Regions from separate parts of the Bombyx mori genome. Here region 2 is linked to region 1. A link is a contact called in public Hi-C data. All regions are on one chromosome and are shown on one strand. Each heading gives the region's core, a stretch centred on a gene start, on an enhancer-like site or on the middle of the called end of the contact. The rest is flanking DNA. Distances are from core to core; before and after follow the strand shown. Region 1 has its middle 45 kb from the start of LOC134199371. Region 2 holds the start of LOC101747111 (zinc finger MIZ domain-containing protein 1).

Region 1 (6,584 bases), core at 1,259-3,758:
GGTACAAAGGCTACCCCACCCTTCAAACCGAAACGCATTACTGCTTCACGGCAGAAATAGGCAGGGTGGTCGTACCTACCCGTGTGGACTCACAAGAGGTCCTACCACCAGTAATTACATTATTGTTACGGCTAATTATATTATTGTATTAACGAATAACAATAACTTCTTAAAATTCTTGAAGTAACTAAATGTTTCTGTCGATCATCTAAATGGTAATTTTGGCTGCGTAACAAAGTCTTGTAAGTAAAAAGAACGCTATTTATCGTGAAGTGATTATGAATTTATTAGCTATTTTCTCTACTTTCCTTGTTTTATGTCGGTGTTACATTCTGTTATACAATACGTGCTATGTGCAAATGACTAGTCAATTGTGCTCAGAATTGCGAGTTATATAGGCGCATTTGTTTTTATTATATTATTTTCTAGAATAAAATCGGCCATAGTTACGTCTTCTTCAAACACACACGCTGTATTAAAATGCTTATAAATTTCATATTAGGAACTATGATGCGTGACCGTTGCTTTGCAAACATTCACATTTTCTGTACTGATTTTAACAGTTCGTGTGTATTTGTATGAAAGGTTTGCAATAAATCATAGGTCAAGGTTGTTGTCGTTTAATGACGTAATAACCGAAATAGAACTGTTTATACGTTATTGTGTATTCAGTTGAATGTATATATCAGACATAATGTTTAAGTAATTGAGATCCCACACGGGGAGGTAACATAACTGGGTTATTTTTGCCGCGTATTATAATTAAAGGTGGGTTAGTTTGGAATACAAGTGAGACGTCGATCTCAAGTCGTTGTTTCCTGAAATTGGTTACAGCGAGGTGGTTGTTGGATGTCAATTTATAGTGTATTGAACTTTGAAGTTCTATAAATATAGTATCAAAATCGAAAAAAATAATTATTGAAAAAAAAACATTTTTTTTAATTTTATTTCAACTAAACGAATTAGACTTTTAGAAAATAACGCTGAATTTTTTTATGAACAAGAGACCACATAAGATTTACTAAAATTTTAGATAAACTAAATAAATGATAATCTCATACGAAAATGTTTACTTTTTAAAATGGTACGTAACTGAGAATTGTAGTAGAACGACGAAGAGCATTATAAATTTTCCTGGCATTCTCACACAGTGACGAGAGTGTATTTACGCAGATATCGTGTACGCGAGTGTGCGTGCCCGGGCATGTAGCGTAAATTATCAATTACCGTTCAGTCAATATGTAATGTGCTTTCTGTCTAGGAGCTACGGTTCAAAATAAACTTCAGTTTGTGTTTGTTAGATTATGAATAAAGTTGTATTGCTGTACCGTATTGTTTCACGTTTACGCGTCTCTGTGTGGCGAGGTTAAGTAGAGCGACGTTATCTCGGAACAGAGGATCCGTTGAGTTTGAATTTTCACGCAATTTACATTTTTATTAAGAAAAAAGTGCTTTATTTTATTATTGAATTTTAAAAAATGTCTAAAAGAAATTAAATGGTCACTTAATTTAATGCCCAAAAATTTTAATTTTTTTGAATTGAATGCGGATAAGAGTTCACTAGAAGCTATCAAGGTTGCGTATTTGTAAGACGGCTATCATTGGCCCCGAGAGAGATGAATCAATAAGCAAACAAAATATTAAAATATATTTCATAATTATCGTAGGCTTAGCTCATTGTCCGTCGAGTGTAAATGTCATCGAACGAGGTTTCGCAAGCGCGTCAATCACAGGCGGTCACCCACTTTCGCGATCGACTCGCCGCGATTAGTCGACAGTGTCTACCACATTCACCGAGGCCTGGGCTCACCTCTACGCAACAATTGTTTCTGTAGGAATCTTTTATTTATGGCAACGTGACAATAAGCCTGTGTGCGTGAGCCACTGCGCCCGTGTTTTACCTGAACGTGAATCCATCGCCACTTACAACTTTATCACTGACAGATAAGGTCGCCTTTGGAACGCATTCGGATTCACAAAATGCCTTACCGGCAATAAGTCAACGCTCGAACTCGCCTGTTTGACAAGATTCCAACCGCGTCTGTCCTGTTTGTTTATTGTAATCGGTTTGACAATGAGCTTAAGGTGCGGTTTCGAGTGATCTCACGGCTCGCGCTCTCCACTGATTGTTCTCGGCTGCGCGTTCGGTCTGTTTGTGTTCGTATGTATGATACGTCATGTACACCGGCTTACTGTAGATTCGCCTCTTAACGTTCATAATTGCATCGCGCCGATATAAAATTTATGTTGCGCGTTTATCGGCGTATGGTGATTTATTTGGTATATTTTGATTTAAACAGTTTTTTATAGGTATAATTTTTTTTTTTAGATATACGTAACGTGCTGTGGACTAGGATTCAGGAATTGCAACGATTTGATTTTGATAAGAGACAATCCCGTTTGAGATAACGGAAGGTCAATGAGGAGACGTTTGAAAAGACGCGCGTCGTCAGTCAGGTCGAGCGCGGGTCGCGGGTCGCGGGTCGCGGGGCGCTGCTAGCGGCGTCGATCGACCTCCTTGGATGTGCGGCCCGCAAGGTCGACTGCCTTAATTAATAAACTCACCGTAAAGTATTTGAGGCCGATCCGAGAAGTGACTACAATCTTACTGAAGCCTTTGTCTAGTTATTGACCCGTCGATTCGTTGAAGGTTTTTATTGATCTAATCTCTCCCTTCTCTGTCCAAATAATCGGTGCGCACTAGAATTTTAATATTCATCAGTACTATTACATGTTTGTTGTTTATTTACATTTATGCGATTTTGTAGTGAGATAGTGTCGAAATAAGAATATAAATGTCATTTCAAAATCATTATGAAATCGTCATAACGTATTTACGTCGCTTAGTAGCGAAATGAAAAGAAGAAAGCCAATTTGTTTCGTTTTTTAAATGATTAAAAAGAGTTTTTTTATGTGTCGTATGTTTTCTGAGTTAATTGATATCATTTTGAATGAATCGGTGTTGGTGTATATTGTCAGAGACGAACGCAGAATCCAGTGAGTTTCTCGCTGGATCTTCTCAGTGGGTCGCGTTTCCGATCCGGTGGTAGATTCTGCAAAGCACTGCTCTTGCTAGGGCTAGTGTTAGCAAATTCGTCAGGTTAGAGCCCCGACCTAATCGCTCGGTAATTTTAGTATGACCCCTTGAGATTACTAGAATAGGTTAGAAAAAAAAAGGCAACCGTGTGGCAATGAAGCCGACGCGCCTTCTCTCGACCACACAACTTGTTTGTTGATCTGTATTTAAAAAAAGTTATGCACACAATGTAAATACAGCAGCATTTTTTTTGTAGAGATAATAACAATTGTCGAGATAACAAATAATTGAAGACATGAAGTGGTTGAAGGATATATAATACAATTTGTTAATTTTGGTTAATTTTGTTAATTTCGTTGGCGGCTTGTTACATGTTGCTACGTAAAATGACATCTATGATGATGTCAATAAAATCGACTATTAGTTTATAGTTTTTAAGAATTATGGGTATTTTGTATAATTATTGATGGCAAGTCAGGTGACGATAGGCAATGCACTATTCGCCTTAATTTATGTAATTGATGTGTTAAGCACAAACACAATAGTCACAGCGAACGTGTCCAGGATTCAATAGTTTTAAAAACATATCTGATTGAGTATTACACAAACAAATTTGGTTTTAGGGTTAGGACACTCAAAATGCAATTCAATTAGGTGGTTGGCGGGATTTTTTTTTTTTTTTTTTTTTTTTTTTTTTTATTGCTTAGATGTGTGGACGAGCTCACAGCCCACCTGGTGTTAAGTGGTTACTGGAGCCCATAGACATCTACAACGTAAATGCGCCACACACCTTGAGATATAGTTCTAAGGTCTCAGTATAGTCACAACGGCTGCCCCACCCTTCAAACCGAAACGCATTACTGCTTCACGGCAGAAATAGGCGGGGCGGTGGTACCTACCCGTGCGGACTCACAAGAGGTCCTACCACCAGTAATTACGCAAATTATAATTTTGCGGGTTTGATTTTCACTGCACGATGTTATTCCTTCACCGTGGAAGTCAATCGTGAACATTTGTTGAGTACGTATTTCATTAGAAAAATTGGTACCCGCCAGCGAGATTCGAACACCGTTGCACCGCTCGATACGAATGTACCGGACGTCTTATCCTTTAGGCCACGACGACTTCAATTGTGTTGTGATATCCAACAGCTTTGGTTACAATCTAGCATCAGGTGGTAATGTGTTTCGGTTTGAAGGGCGGTGCAGCCGTTGTAACTACGCTGAGACGTTAGAACTGATATCTCAACGTGGGTGGCGTATTTACGTGGTAGATGTCTATTGGTTCCAGTAACCACTTAAAACCAGGGGGACTGTGAGCTCGTCCACACATTTAAGCAATAAAAAAAGGCGGGACGTGAAAAATCTAGTGAAAAAAACTGACCATTTTGACTGAATTTAAATATTTCGCGGCCCCGAAAACTACAGCAGTTGAAATTTGAACAAAACACGAACGTACCTCCAAAAAACAAAAAAAATATCGACAAACCTGTTTTTTGCAATACAAATAATATTCAGAACGGAATTGATCTATGAGTGTGTCTAATGTTTTGCTTATGGGATCTCTATAAATAGCGGTTTTGCAAATAACTGGACTAACGCCGAGATCCGTGGCCGTGTCGAGACGTGTACTCTGTAAATGCGGCATAGAATAAACCTCTAGACGGTGCTTCCAAATGATTCGGCTTTGATTTTTCTCAGAGCATCATAATATTAAAACCAATACGCTACTTTGATTGATACTTACTAATTACTCCTTACATTACAATCAATTTATGAGAGCTCATTTTTGTTAAAATCTAATAATAACTTTATTTGTAAAATTCCGTATTCATTCGGATAAATATGTTTAATAAGATTATTTATAAGCGAAATATTTGAATTCACGGGCTTGCCCAAGAGTTGTTGTAAAATGTTACGTAAGACCCGGCCGTGTACAGAGTAGTGACACGTCTGTGTTGTGTGACGCAAGCGTGCGACTCTATGCGTACTCTGCGATGCGGCTCACATTGTTGGCTGCTTATGTAAGTCGGAGCGTCTTCCACTTTCGAATCAAGTTTATTGACACGGCAAGCTCGACAAATGCCCGACCGTTTCACAGTTACACCGCCGCGGCTTCGCTTTGATTGTTTGCGCCGGGCCACGGAATACCAGAAACGTATCAACCTTATAATAAATATTAGTTATGCTGTAAACGAAACGCGAATCTAACCGGCTATAGTCTAAGCGAAATCTTAAAGGCGATAAATACTTCAGTTCAACCACATTTAAACTTAGAATGAAGCTATTAATCACCTTAAAAGCAAACACGGGCAGTTAATAAATTAATTCTCTAACAATATATTACTAGTATCGAGATGTTTTATGTTAATTTTATGTATGGCACGCCCCCAAGCGGATTAATTCACGAGGCTAGCCTTTGAGGCGCACTCATTAAGTTTTTTATTGGCAATAAATCTAATAGCGTAAATGGTTTTGTCGCTTACAATTGCAGCCCGCTAAACACCGACTGATCGCTACTTAAATCGCTAAGCTCTTTTCGTCAGTTCAACGTCACTAAGGTGCGGCTTCGCTGCGTCGAATATTAAAAGTGAATTTCAGAACAAGATCTTTAAATTGGTCTTTTAAAGTACATAATCATTCATTGATCAAATCTTTATTAAATAATACGAAAACAAAATATTCGATTTAAGATTTTTAAAATTACGGTCCCAAAAATATTAGTTCACAAATTAAACTGACATATTATTATGAATTTTAAAATCAATCGTACCAAAAATAAAATAATTGAAAAAAAAAACATAGATATTTTTCAATTATATTCGGCTTATATGGACCGGCCTGTGGCTAAAATGAACAACTCACTTGTTGGTACGATTGTTATCAAGTTGTTAAAACCGCAAAATGCATGTAATAAGTGTTCTAATCAATATTAAACGTAATAGCATTTAGTTATATATAATCAAACATGTTCAGCGCTAACATTTTAAAATCAAATTGAACAAAAAAAAATAATTTATTCGAGTTTCTAGAATGAAAAATACACATACAAATAAATGTATAAAACTGTCAAATGTTGAGTTAAAACCCAAACAGAATCCGTTAATTACTCAGCATAAATTCTAGCCTCAATTCCTTAAAGTAGCTAACAAATACAATAAAAAAATGAGATACAATTAAACAGGCGAGACAAATAATAATCACATGAGCGCTGGGTGAGTGAATCCACGTATAAGTTACGCATACATTAACACTTTTACAGAGAAGTCAAACGAGCCAATTTGAACTTTAATGCGTTACGTTACAGTCGAAAAGTTTCAATGTATTCATTTTAAACGTGTTAGTTGTACTATAATCATTAGTCACTGACATCGAAACACATAGGCAAGTGAAATCGTACAGAAATGACACAGATTTAATTTTGTATCTCTACTTTGAAAATGGTTGAAAATCATTTATGTTGATTTCTAAATGTGATTATACTGTCAGATCTATTTGTGTAAAATAAGTAAAGATTTTTAACTTAATCTTCATAATATGATGGCTGA
Region 2 (6,584 bases), core at 1,201-3,700, 63 kb before region 1:
CAAAACGTCTACAAAGAATACTTTTGGGTTTAGCGAAGCCGATTCGTGCTTTTAACTAAACACGACTAAGCTTTGGATTCGTCGCGTCGTAGTAAAATCAAGAACATATCAATGCAAATACAAAGTAGGTAAGCATCTATTTCGAGAAGCTGGAAGGTGTTTGGCATAGTATTGAGAGATGTGCGAGTAACGCGTAGGTATTTTGATACATTGGCTGCAGTTAATTTTAGATGGTGCGCAGACGTGTCGGATTCCTGTTTAATTGGCAGTCGAAATAATCGTATAATGGATTAAGCTTTTTAAATAAAAATCAGGGCGTTGGAGGTATTGCTTATACGAGGTTTTGTTGTACTCGTGCTCCGTTTGAAGTGTTAAATAAGGCGTTTATTGTGAGTCGTATAGATTACTATCGTAGCAGCGTGAAGCCGTAGCGTGTTCGACCCTCGTTTTTTGACGACAGTTGGTCACCCCCGTCAAAAGGCCACTCCACATTTTGGCTTGTGCGCATATTTCAATAAAACGGTATTAACAAATTCATTTTACTGTGTCCATTTTGATAAATTTTAATCAAAACGTATTAGCCTACTAGTATTTATGATTTTTGTTTTGTGTTTGGTTTTCATTTAAGTAATTAATGGTTACAAAAAGAGCTGAATTAAATTTAATAATAACCTTACTTAATATCACATTTACCAAAACATTCTATTAATATGTCTAATTGTGTTTAAATATCTCTCTCTCTCTCTCTCTGTCTGTCTCTCTTTCACAATAAATCAATTGATGCTGCGACGAGAATGAATCATGTTTAAAGGAGCGGAATTCGGGGTTTACAAACGAAGGCAAACGCTCCGTAGTAAATACTGTACAATGAGTCGGGAAGGGTCGGGCATCGATATGCGGCTAGGGTAAGTGAGCCACGACACAGCATGGGAATATTGTCGCGTAAAGAACTTACAAAACAAAAAAATCTGTTTATATAAACAATGAAAACAATCTAAGCTGTTGAGTCGACACATGCTCACGACTATGTAACAAAGTGGCTTTGTAAAAACAGTACGTTCGAATCTATTGAGCACGTGGTGCAATACTGTCAGTGCATCCGCCTCCAGCCCGCTGTCCGTTTGTTACTGACATTTTTTCCCACGATAACTTACGAGCGGTTTAGATGCAAGCCATTTACTATATTAAACAAAGATGAACGTTACAGACACATTTTGATTTAGAATTCACAAAACAATATTGAAATTTTTGGATTATTGATTTTAAATAACGAATTGGGTGAGTTAGATAATTACAAATTATCAATTAGTGGAATGTGACTTAAATAATTGCTCGAATAACATGTAAAACATTAATTGTTGAGAGACTCTTGGCGGTTAGATATTTCGAATTCTGCCCTTGATTAATAAGTAACTTCCTGTGCCCTGTTCACACAGTCTTTTCGGTCCCCATGTTATTATTATTTGCTTATTGGTTTTGTATAGAGGCAGCCGTCAACAATATGTCGTTTGTAGAGGTGACTACTACAAAACAAAGCCGTTAAGCACGTCAACTTAGCACCTGCTCGTATTTTTTTTACGTATTTGATAGAATATACGAAAAAAAAAACTAAAACTTTAATATAAGATTGTCTACGTGATTATGACAGAAACATTTTGTTCAATGTTTTTTGAATGACATCAGTGTTTTCAGCTTGATTCTATTTGTTTGTGTTTATTATAAACGTTAAAATGCAGTCACCGCGTGCATTCCCAGTTCGTAGTAGTGTGAGTGACTATCGTTGCTGTGTGCGCGACTTGTATTAGTGTGGGTGCGATCTCTCGTTTGTGTGTGTGTAATGCGCGCCCTAAAACATTTGTACGTGTGAATGGGAGAGCACATTTCATTTATAATTGCAGCGATGCGCGGTCGACAATGTCACACTTACTTGGGTAGTTAGTTACCCTTAAATTTTTAGGGTTTCCATTAACAAATTTATCGATTAATTTAGTTTAATTATATTTGAAAGCTCCTAAAATAATTGAAAACTAACGATATTTGTATCTATTACGGAGAATATTTTTCCGGCACACTTTTTAGATTTATGTTAATGGATTATTATTTTTATGAATTTTGAACCGCGATATAAATGCGTCTTATAGGTAAGCGAGTCACGTTTCGGCGTTCGGTTATAATATAAACAAACTTCTTCCGGATAAGATAAAACAATAGTACTTGAAAACATATTAAAAATAATTCTGGGTAACGTTATTTAATCCGGTATTCATTAATTAAGTGACGTTAATATTTTCTTTGAGATAAAGACTAACTTACCCAGGGACGTTAACTCGATATCCAATTGTTCCTTGCAGAGGATTTCTTTTTCCACTATTGGGAGCTGGTGCTCCCGTGTATGTAATGGTTGACCCCACGTACCCTGCCGTGCTATCAGAGTTCGCCGTCCTGTCGTCTCAAAGCACCCCCTGAAATACGATGTAGCGTATTGTATCCCAAAAATAATGACGTTAGAACAAAAATGACAGTTCTCAGGTCAATGGCCGATTTATGGTCTTTTTTTTAAGTTACTGTCAGGTATGCTTCAATTTGCATATGTGTCAGACGCTAGCGTAGAATGACTTGTTATCGCGCATCGAGTAAAATTTCGCTTATGCCATTCACTGTTAAGTGTTTAACTTTTGAACATTAAATAGATATTTTTATATTCACTTTATATTAATTGAAATTAAGACATTAATTTCTAGGAATGCAACATAATTTTTTTGTAACAAGTTTCTCATTGAGATTTTGTTTACTGTTTTTTTTTCTGTTTTCGGGTGTATCGCAATTATTTTAAATATTTATTAAGTTGCTTTGTTTTAAGTCGATGAACGCGTGCGGAATTTATTTAATGATCAGCTGATAGGTATCACATCCCAACGTGTGCCATTTAGCGACAGGTGGTAGATATAAGGGCCAGGTACTTTGTTTTTAATTTACGAGTTTTTTTAAAAAAATATTTATTTAGATTAAATAATTAATTATGTTAAACTTTGGGACTTTGCAAATAAATTTCTTTAAAAAATCACTTTTATTTACTTTTTAAAAATCACTGTCACAGATCCTTGGTGCGCACTAGTTATGCTTATCCATAATCGTTTTCCACTAAAGTAATCCTGAGTTGTGTCACTACACTGTTCCAAAACTTCAAAATCAATTGTCACTTTCACATTAAATAATATCCAAATCCAGGGTACTGAGATCAGAATTTGTCACTGTATTCCAATCATTAAATAAGTTGTCGCGAGCCCGATTTTGAAATCACCGAAACATCATATTATACGTGTTACACGAGTCTCAACACCGACGTCACTGAAGCGACGACGAACGACCGTACGTTCGACCGTCAAAGGTAACACTGGATGATGGCGATGGTGAGTCGGCGACGGTGAGTGAGAGGTTGCGGCGCGGGGCGCTACCACCCCGCGCGACGTTGCCAGCTCGTCGCTATAAGTGGCGTACCCCCGCATCCCCCCGCTCGTAAGTCGTCTCGGCACTCTGCGATCGGCTGCGCTCGGGCGTTACCGTCGTTCTATCGGCGCTCTGCCCCACCCCACTTGCTCGACGTTTTCACGTAACGGTCCTTCGGTCTTCACTCTTCAATCCAGCGCGATACTCTGAATACGATAGTAGTAATGAGCTGTCGTCACTATGATTAGTTCTATCACCGAACCGGAGAGGTTTTGAAAAGTAATGCCCCTTTAGTATGTATTAGAATCAAGTGGCTTTGCATTATTATCTTGAACCGTTGAAGTTTTGTTAATTTAAAACATCCAAGATCACATTATATCGGTTTCAGGTAGTAGGAGCATATTTGTATCGAGTTTTTGCTAAGATTGACGATGGTCGACTAACATGAACGTTGAGGCATAATAATTAGCGACGGTAAACAATGGGCATGTCGTCCTCTGGCCGCTACCTGCGCATGACGATAGAGGACGTGTGACTTGTCCTGCCTTGTCCTTGCCGGGGCGCGATGAAGGTGCACGTTTTTCAAATTATAATCTTTTGTAGTGGATGTCATTATGGGATCTTTTCGTTTGATTAGAAATGAAGACTAAACGAGTTACTCGTTAAAATTTTTACTTTAAATAACTATGCTGGGCCTAAGGCTGCTTCTAAAAATGTGCGTTTACTATTCAGTAAGTTAATTGATTAATGAACCCATAAAATCGGAAGATATTTGGATCCGAATAACTCTGTTATTGGCGGCTTGCTGCGCATAGTTGTTTTAACTGGAAAGTCGGGAAAGCGCACGAACCGATATCGCACGCGCATTATTTGATTATTTCGTCCGCGTTCTGATGCTTTTCTTTATTTAGTTTTATATTGCTTAGACCGATGAATGAGCTCGCGGCTTAATTGGCGCTCAACCGTTACTGGAGGCATCATTACATGAATGTCATGTAGAACGGCTGTCCCATACTTCAAAGCGGACAGCTTCGCGGCAGAAATGGCAGTGTGACAGTATCTACCCGTTTGGGCTCATAAGACGCTACCAGTAGTTATGCAAATTAGAACTTTTGCAGATTTGGTTTTTTCACGCTGTTTTATTCCTTCATAGTGGAAGTCTCGTGAACATATTATGTCAGTTAGTACGTACGTGATTAATTATGTTCTTAACAGTATTAAAAGGTTTTCATTGAGTATATCTGTATAATATAGTAATTATAGTAAAAAGTCGATTAAATTACTTTAATTTCTAAATTTCTGAATGGTCTTTAATTTATTAGACAATATTGGTGCACATAAATATTATCAAAAAGGTTTTCCGTGTATTAAATAAAATTCATCCATCCTATCTATAAATTTTGGTATTAGTTTTATAAGTGTTTTAAATTAACGTTAACAAGGAATTGTAACTACGTAATTGAATTTTTCTCAAACGAAATTCTTTCTCAATCGTTTTACCTTATCGTTGTTAGAAATGCGATTAAAACGTGTCGAGTCTCAATTTTTCCTGTTGTGTTGGAAGTCTTATCAGTGCAGATACAGTTAATGACGACTGTTCGGTTGATAATCATGTCATTACGTACATAAAAGCACGTATACCGCACTTTCGTTCGGTTTAATTTAACATTGTTTTGTGACAATGTAAGTTTCTAATGTTTTTGTGAAGTTGCACGTTAATTGTTTGACCGAGTTGTCTTTTTTTTCTAAAATGAGCGTTCCTTGATGTCTCGTCCAGTAAATCAGATTGAAAGTGTACTTACAGCTGCAAATGCAGACTCAGTTCTATCCGATGATTTGCAAGCGAAGTGAATTATCCCTAAAAAACTTGCATACGTCCAGTCATGACTTATGCAAGTGCTCTCTCACTTGAAACCCCGTCAAATCATACAATCCCGTTTTTGCAGGATATGTAGCCGTTGGAGCACTGTGGTATTACGTAAGGAACGTGGATCTCCACGACGACCTGGACCTTCAGTACATCAGTAGCTACCTACAGTCAGCATCAGTGCGCCATTTCGAAAAAGCGGCAAAGCACGAGACTCCTCTCATGGTGGTCGCCGGCAACTACATTCCCAATCCTGCGCACAGAATCCTAAACATTCGATGTCGCCCTAAACACATTATTTCGGATCCTGCCGATCCACTAACGGTGCTTTTAGGTGCCCCAAGCACCGGTCATTGTTCTCATCGCACCCGTCGCTTGCGACGAAGGGCTCAACGAGTAAATTAACCCACAGACAGCCCACTGAGTTTCACTCCGGATCTTCTCAGTGGGTCGCGTTTCCGATCCGGTGGATTCTGCGAAGCACTGCTCTTGCTAAGTTTAGTGTTAGCAACGTCGTCAGACTTGGGCCCCGCGAACTCACCTAATAATTCTGAGATTCTAGTATAACCCCTCGAGGTTGCTAGAATAAGTAGGAAAAAAAGCAGATAGCTAGCTATTCGATAATAAAAAAAAACTTCATATAAAAAAGCTCTATGAGGCGTGGCGTTCATTCTAGATTTTAATAATAATCTCTTTTCATCGAAATGTATTTCAGTCCCATGAACTCCAGAGCAACAAAATTAAACGGAAATGCGGAATTAATAGGACCTTTGTATTCTAGACTGTTAACTAGGTGCGTACGTGACGTACGATCAGCAGCTCAAGTACTGCAATTGCACTGGCCAATAACAACATCAATATCATACACATATACAGCCTCATCAATATCCTAAGATTATTCGGAGTGGATCTGAGCGGCTCAGAGCTAAATAGCTCACTATATCTTAGCTCTATCGTGAGTTAATCATTTCCTGCATAGCCATCTTCTAGGTGCTTAAAAATTAGCTTAAGTCTTAGTCACTACGTCGTTTTAACTCTATATTCCGTTTGTAAATATGGTATGTATCAAAATTGTAAATACATGCATCCAAGTACTTACACATAACTTGATATTGATTTTGGGCCCCCAAGACTGGTTTCTCATTGTTTCTAATCTAATTCTCTTGTTTAATTGCCACAGGTTAACAATGTTAACGGTTTTTTTTTCGTTGTTCCTTGTGTGTTAACTAGAGAAGATTGTTTATGGCCAGTATTTGATTGGGCATAAAAC

Evidence for each region. Hi-C and Micro-C count contacts between places; a contact is called where the count stands out from the background.
Region 2: a contact with region 1 is called in a Hi-C map of middle silk gland, with 1.8 times the contacts expected there. The contact joins the promoter of LOC101747111 here to the enhancer-like site in region 1. A contact is called at or near these places in 2 of 7 Hi-C or Micro-C datasets (middle silk gland and whole pupa).

What each region holds. Positions count from the first base shown.
Region 1 is chr9:9,587,180-9,593,763 of ASM3026992v2, reverse strand. No RefSeq gene overlaps it. Among protein-coding and RNA genes, the nearest start is that of LOC134199371, 45 kb to the right of the region's middle. Within about 2 kb of position 2,508, at least 8 of the 8 cell types and tissues checked have open chromatin away from gene starts, as enhancers often do.
Region 2 is chr9:9,650,398-9,656,981 of ASM3026992v2, reverse strand. LOC101747111 (zinc finger MIZ domain-containing protein 1) reads right to left here and starts at 2,450. Exons shown (of 10, transcript XM_021346545.3): 1 at 2,314-2,450. The coding sequence starts at 2,450. LOC105841311 (a long non-coding RNA gene) reads left to right here and starts at 3,550. Exons shown (of 2, transcript XR_005245002.2): 1 at 3,550-3,740; 2 at 3,836-4,747.